Regions from separate parts of the Mus musculus genome. Here region 2 is linked to region 1. Evidence: chromatin contacts called from public promoter capture Hi-C data. All regions are on one chromosome and are shown on one strand. Each heading gives the region's core, a stretch centred on a gene start, on an enhancer-like site or on the middle of the called end of the contact. The rest is flanking DNA. Distances are from core to core; before and after follow the strand shown.

Region 1 (3,432 bases), core at 651-3,150:
TCTAGGATTGTGAGTTCCTCAAGATGCTGTGTGCCTTTGCACCAACCGACTCCTCTCTGTCATTCATCTCACAGGCTCTGTCTCACAGGGATCTACTGAAAGAGTGGGGGAATGCAGCAACATCTATTCCATCATGCCTCAGAGGACGTGTGTGTGTGTGTGTGTGTGTGTGTGTGTGTGTGTGTACATGAATGCACATGCAGATGTGTGTTTTGCACGTTTGTCTTTGTGCATTGTGGAGTCCAGGAGTTGACATCAGATGTCTAACTCAATTGTTCTCTACCCTATCTTTTGAGCCAGGGTCTCACTACCCCTGAACGGAGCTCACTGACTGTCTAGAGTGGTTGGCACTGAACTTGAGTGGAGTTTGCTGATTGGATAGACTGGCTAGCACTGAACCTGAATGGAGCTTGCCGATTGGCTAGGCTAACAGGCACTGAACTTGAGTGGAGTTTGCTGATTGGATAGACTGGCTGGACTCCAAGCTGCAGGTCATGGTCTGCAGTCTTCACAACAGCAGCCCTGGAGTTCCAGTGGCATGCCCTCACACCTAGACAGTTTATGGGCGTTCTCTGGGATCAGATTAGTGTTCACGTGGCAGACACATTATCAGCTGAGCCATCTTTCCAGCCTAGGCATGCTCCCCACTCCCTCCCAGTGTAACAGACATCGGGCTTGTCTACAAGGGAGTTGCTAGGTTGGGTGGACAGAGGTAACAAGGCTCATTCTAACTGGATGGCACCAGTCAATGTGGGGTCCCAGACTGAATACAAAGGAGAAGGCAGGCAGAGCATCAGCATCTCTCTGCTTCTCGACTGGAGATGGGACCAGCTCTCTCACATCCCTGCTACTAGCATTTCCATCTGTGGTCCAGCAGACAGAACCTTTTCCCTGTGGTTCACAAGCTGCGACCTCGGGGTTTCAGCTTGGGTTCAGGTTGAGGCTCTATGCCAGTGCCATGGCCAACAGGGTTCCGTGCTGCTCGCAGGGCAGTAAGTCCTGGCCTCCTTGTCTCCCCACAGCAGCACATCAGCGGCTCTCAGCTCACATCTCCCTTCCAGCCCTCGCAGCCACTTGGCAATGACAGTGGCTGCATTTGCATTTTTTTTTTTTTTTTTTTTTTTGCTTGTCCTAACTGGATCGTGAGTGTGGGTGCTACTGGCATGTAGTGGGTGGATACAAGGGCACTGCTAAGTGATTCACACTTGCACAGGGTGGCAAACTTCACCCCATCTCAAGAAATGTCATTCGTGGCAATCTTGGAGCGGCTGGAATTACACTCTTTCAGAGTTCACTAACAGATTTATCTGTTTGCCTGTGTGGGAAACTCTAAAGCTCCACTTCCTCCCTAGAAACCAGAGCTAAGACAAAGCAGTTCCCTCTCGTGGACACCAGGGGGCAGGAGTTCCAAAGAGAACCAGTTTCTGGAGTGATGAAAACATTCTTTTTGGTGCTATTAAAGGCAGCGTCATTTGTATAAATGCTATTGATCCTTCATATAAATGGAACTAGCTCTATAGCTTAGTGGTGCTGTAGGTGTACTGTGCAGTTTATCAAATAAACAGGTAGAAATCAACCCTACATATACCACAGTTAATAAAGAAGGCATAAGGGAAGTAGGAGGGAATCTTAACGCTGACTTAGAGGAGAGACACATTGCTTATGTGCGCCAAGGGTGCTACTGTTTGTAGGTGTGGTATGGTTGAGATGTGGTTCTCCCCGTGGAGTTCACACTGAGGTTTGGTTCCAGTGGATAGTGCTGTGTTAGGCATTGACTAGGGATTAATGCTTTTCTATGAGTGAGCTGTCGCTCTGGAGATGGGCTTCTGTGACATGGTTGTTAGCAAGCCTGGCAGCTCCCCTCCACCACTCAAACCCATGCTCCGCTCCACACAGTGCCTCTGGCTGACTGCCACATGGTTTTCAACAGAAACTGAATGGATTCTGGGACATCTGGAGCTGGAGGAACATTTTTTTTTCTTTTTGTAAAGCACCCAGCTTCGGTATTTTGGTGGTAGCAACACAACACACACCAAGAAGTGATCTGGAATTCAGTGGCCCTTGCTTCAACTGCTCTATCAAGGGGAGCTATAGCCTTCAACAACCTGTCCCACCCCTCTCTGGGCTACTCAACTTTATAGGTGACACTGGTCATCAGCATCCATTGGGTAAGAAAGCATCCCAGTAGCGGCGACCACTTGACGACCTCCTCCAGGGTTTCTTGGGCAGCTTACTGCTTTGTATATTTATCAGGTGGACAGGAGACAGTCGGACACTCCCTGTGGTGGAACACCGTCTCCAGAATCCACAGGCAGCCCAACGGAGTTTTTGTCTTTCTTAGTGGCAAGGGACACAACATTTATTCACAATTTACAATTGGCTGCATCTTGGAATTTCCTGGATTGAGAATATTCACATCTGGATCCCATCCAAAGATTGCTGCTGTTCAGTTGTCTTGGTGTAGGCTTGACATCGGGGGTTTTAAAACTTTCCTGTGGGACTGTTAGTCTTGGGACCTTGGAAATGACTGCCATTAGAACAATTTGCTTTTTGTGCATGGCTTTTATTTTGATGTTGTCTTTTTTGGTTTGGGTTTTGGGTTTTTTGTTGTTGTTGTTGTTGTTGTTTCTGTTTCTGTTTTGTTTTGTTTTGGTTTTGGTTTGGCATTTGTTAAAGTTCTTAAATTTCTCTATTAATCATTTTCTTCTAAATTGAATTTGGAAATTTTGGGTTAAATTTGATTTCTGCTCCATTTTCTGCTTTATTAAATTTGTTATATCTTATTTGTGTGGAGGTCCCCTTTAGAGGTCATAGGACAACTTGAGGGAATCAGTTCTGTTGTTTTACTATGTAGGTCTCAGTGACTGAACTCAGGTCCTCAGACTTAGCAGCAAGCACCCTCACTCACTGAGCCATCTTGCTGGCCCATTCCACTTTATCTATGAAACCAGATATATACACATGATAAACATTTTTTAAAAAGATTTATTCATTTATGTATATAAGTGATGCATTTGCATGTGTGTGTACATGACAGAGAGAACATCAGATCTTATTACAAATGTTTGTGAGACATCTTGTTGCTGCTGGAATTGAATTCAGGACCTCTGGAAGAACAGCTAGTGTTTCTTAACTGCCGAGCCATCTCTCCAATCCCAGCTAGACTTCTTTTTTTTTTTAATTCAACTAATTTTTTATGATATTCAACACAATATATATTTCTATACCAATCATAAGAATGATGGACATGTTATTAAATGAACATAAAGTAGATAAGTAGATTTTTGTTTGTTTGTTTGTTTGTTTGTTTTATTTTTAGTAGAGCTTTAAAATCTTGGCTTACTGTGGTACAAACCCTAAATAAGAACAAGTTTTAAACATTGGAGTTCATTGTAATAAGGCTGTACTTCAATGTCCCTCACATCATCAAAG
Region 2 (3,250 bases), core at 11-2,510, 460 kb before region 1:
GTGTCCGTGAGGCTCTGTGCACCCAAGGAGAGCTGGGCCACTCTATCCCAGCCTTGAAGGAGGGAAGTAAACAATTGTGTCACTGTTGGGCCCTGACAGTCGCAGGACACACACCCTCTGGGCATCTTTGAGATAGCCGTTGGCACTGTTCTGTGGATACTCCCTCAAAGACTCATGGGCCAAGGTCATGCAAGATGTGTTACAATTACCGTTTCTCAGCTCATACTGCTGAGTGCCCTGTGACCTTCAGCACTGCCAAGGTTGAGGGACTAGTCTGCTGGGCACCATTCCAAATTCTGTAGCTGTAGCCTAAGTAATTGTAGGGACGGTGACAGCTCACTCGCTTAAGGGCCATCGAACTCCCATCCTTAGCTGTGGACCAAGTCATGGAGGCACAGCTCTAAGTTCAGTAGAAGCCCCGATAGAGTAAAATGGTTTTTAGTTGCACTGGAACCAGCTGGTTAGAGATAGGTGTGACATCTGAAGAGTCCTTCCTGTAGAGAGCAGGAGCCTGGGGGGGGGGGGGGAGAATAGGAGCAGCCTGCAGTAGCTGTGTGGATTTGCAGAGAGATGAAGTGCTAGAAAGGTTGACGATTTGCTTGGAAGCAGGGTAGGCAGACTCCCTGCTTACCTCCCAGAGACAACCATGGAGTGGGGGTGAGGGAAACATGGAGGGGGGGCGTTGGTCTGTGTCCTACAGAAAAAGGTGACAGTCCCCAAGATGGGCAAAATCAATGTGAGGCAAGGTGCCTGCAGGAATGGTTGTTAGAAAGGAGCACTTAGAACAAAAGTCCTGAGCCCCATCCCTGCTCTCGTCAACTGGCTGGCATGGAGCTAGGACCCACCAGTAAAGAGGCCAGGAGCTCAGAACGAAGGCTTGAGAGCAGAACCGTTTTTATGAGGGTGACAGCAGGAAGAGCAGCGCCACAGGAAGGGAATCAGCCCTGTTCTGGACAGGTCAGCTGTAAAGCACGCGTCAGCGCTCAGGAAATGTCACCATTATCACCGTGGTCATCATCACCGCTTTCACAGCTGTCAGCTCATCCGTCAGCAGCACACACTGCTAAAGGTGAGGTCTTGTGGGGAAAGCGGAGCAGTAGAGAGGAAAGGGAGAGAGCAGCCCTTCCTCCACCTCTCTTAGAAGCCAACACAGAGGCATTTGTGGGTACCCAGCTCTCACATTTGTGACAATGTGTCGACTTGAAGGTTTCCTAAAATTAACTGCAATTTCAGAAGTGAGGTGCAAGCGCCAGTTATGCCTGGCAACCCTGAGGTCCCTACTTGAGAGCTCTCACACACACTAAGACAATGACAGGCACTGCACCGTTAAAATGTTTTAATGGAGAAAAATGGATGTGAACAGCAGCATCTTAAATGCATTAGTTTTCGACATTGTGAAATTAATTGGCTCCCAAATATAGCCCTCTCCTGTAGTAAGTGGAGCTCCGGAGAGCCTCCAGTTTTCTCACTGCCTGTAGCCAACATCTCTGGGTTCCATGGTGAATAAAGGCCTCTTTGTTTAATTAGAGTTGAATAGTGTTTGAATAAGTTGGTAATCCAATTAAAATTATATTTGCAGTTTATGCAAAATTTAAAAAAAAAGTGACTTGTTCAGCAAATGTCTTATAAAGCTTGCTCTGTATGTAGCCTGCAGTGAGCTGGAGGCGGGGTCTCAGTGTGGCCTAGGAAACAGGCTGGGCTCTCAGAGAGCCCTGGCCTCCAGCATGACACCAGCACACAGCATGGGGAGAGATGGTTCAAGGTGCTCTCAGGGCTCAGAGGAAAGTGTTTGCTGTGCCTCAAGAAGGGGACACTTCAGTGCGCTCTGAGGAGAAGAGGAAGATGCCACTCTAAAAGGGATAGAGAAGATCTGAAGTGCTGACGTTGGGGGCAGGGGTGATAGGCACCTTGGCAGTCCCCATGTCTGATCAGGTGCAGACTAATAGAGGCAACAGGAGACAAAGATTCCAGGAACTAAAAGAGAGATGAAGCAAAAAAGAGGGCTGGGACTACGGCTTAGAGGTAGAGCCTTTGCCTTGCATGTCCCAGGGCCTGGGTTCAATCCTCAGGGAGAGGTGAGGGAGGGGTGGAGAAAAATAGGTCAGAAACACATCACTCAGATGGGGAGATGGGGCATTAAATAAGAGGGCTAGGGAAGAGTGAGGGGCTCTATTAGTACACAATTATATATAATAATAAAAAGGTCTATGATTATCAATCACAAACTCAACAAACAACTTTTGTCCATAGCTGTGCTTTCTGAGACTGAGTAGCCATCTGAGCCAGTCCCCAGACAAGCTCCATGCTAGGACCCTCGAGGAAGGGAACTGCCAAGAAGGGGCTGGCCCTTCCGCACAGATCACCATTCCATGGAGTATAAAAGTCTCTCTTGCCTTCAGTGCCCCCCAAGGCACCCCCTAGCCCCCAGCTATCTTACCTGCTTTGCCTCTCCCTCCAGCTGATGCTCCTGCTTCCTCTCCTTGCTGGCAGCCAGGCTAGGCCTCAACTGATGAGATGCCTTTCAGGGCCTCGGTTGCACCTGCTGACCTGCAGTCCTCAGGCTGGGCTCGGCTCAGGGAGCACCAGAGATTTCCTCCATGCACTTTTTGTCTGTTTTCTGCTTTTACAAAATGGAGCATCTATGTTATTAATCATGAAACATTTTAACTCTCCAGACAATACAATGGATAACTATGTAATCTCCATATCTAATCTCCATATCTCCAATGCCTTATCTATTTCAGATTTCTGTTTTTTCAATTTTGAAAAGTTAATTATATGCATACTTTGATAGTTTGCATGCATATAATTTTTATTATAACTATCATTCAAAAGTCACCATGTTCCATAAAGAATCATAACTCTCTCTTCTTTTTGCCAACGACACATACATTCATAGACAGTACACGTGATTATTTTATACACCGGTTTTTAAAATCTAAATGACACAACACTGCGCTGTTTTAACCAGCCTTTCCCCCCAGCACTGTGTTTTGATGTTTACTGCATGTGACATATTTAGACCTCTGCCGGGTGTCCATTGTTCATGCTGCTGGCTACACAGTATTTCATCTGATAAACCAGTTTCTCTGTTCCTCATTAGCTTGCTCTTAGCAAAGAGGGGTCAAGCGGCTCCCCTCCCCTTCATTGTGACAAGCAGAGCCACTCTAAGTGACCTTCTGTGTGTCCCTGGTACCCATGTGTAAGAGGTTCTCTTTACTGGGGCTACAGTAGAAATAGGCTCGGTACT

The links. Promoter capture Hi-C pulls out the DNA fragments that hold promoters and counts their contacts.
Region 2: a contact with region 1 is called in a promoter capture Hi-C map of the HPC-7 cell line, with 2.4 times the contacts expected there. The contact joins the enhancer-like site here to the promoter of 4930402F06Rik in region 1. A contact is called at or near these places in 8 of 39 promoter capture datasets (the C10 cell line, the HPC-7 cell line, HPC-7-derived erythroid cells and 4 more), 1 of 115 datasets of contacts at active chromatin or transcription factors (embryonic stem cells) and 1 of 9 other capture datasets (adipose tissue).

Annotation. Positions count from the first base shown.
Region 1 is chr2:35,395,642-35,399,073 of GRCm38.p6, reverse strand. It overlaps 4930402F06Rik (RIKEN cDNA 4930402F06 gene), which reads left to right and starts at 1,900. Exons shown (of 6, transcript NM_001080709.2): 1 at 1,900-2,168.
Region 2 is chr2:35,858,326-35,861,575 of GRCm38.p6, reverse strand. All of the region lies in intron 6 of Ttll11 (tubulin tyrosine ligase-like family, member 11), which reads left to right. Among named protein-coding and RNA genes, the nearest start is that of Gm10829, 18 kb to the right of the region's middle. Within about 2 kb of position 1,260, at least 27 of the 459 cell types and tissues checked have an H3K27ac peak or open chromatin away from gene starts, as enhancers often do. A contact at or near this core is called in the HPC-7 cell line, where this site is marked.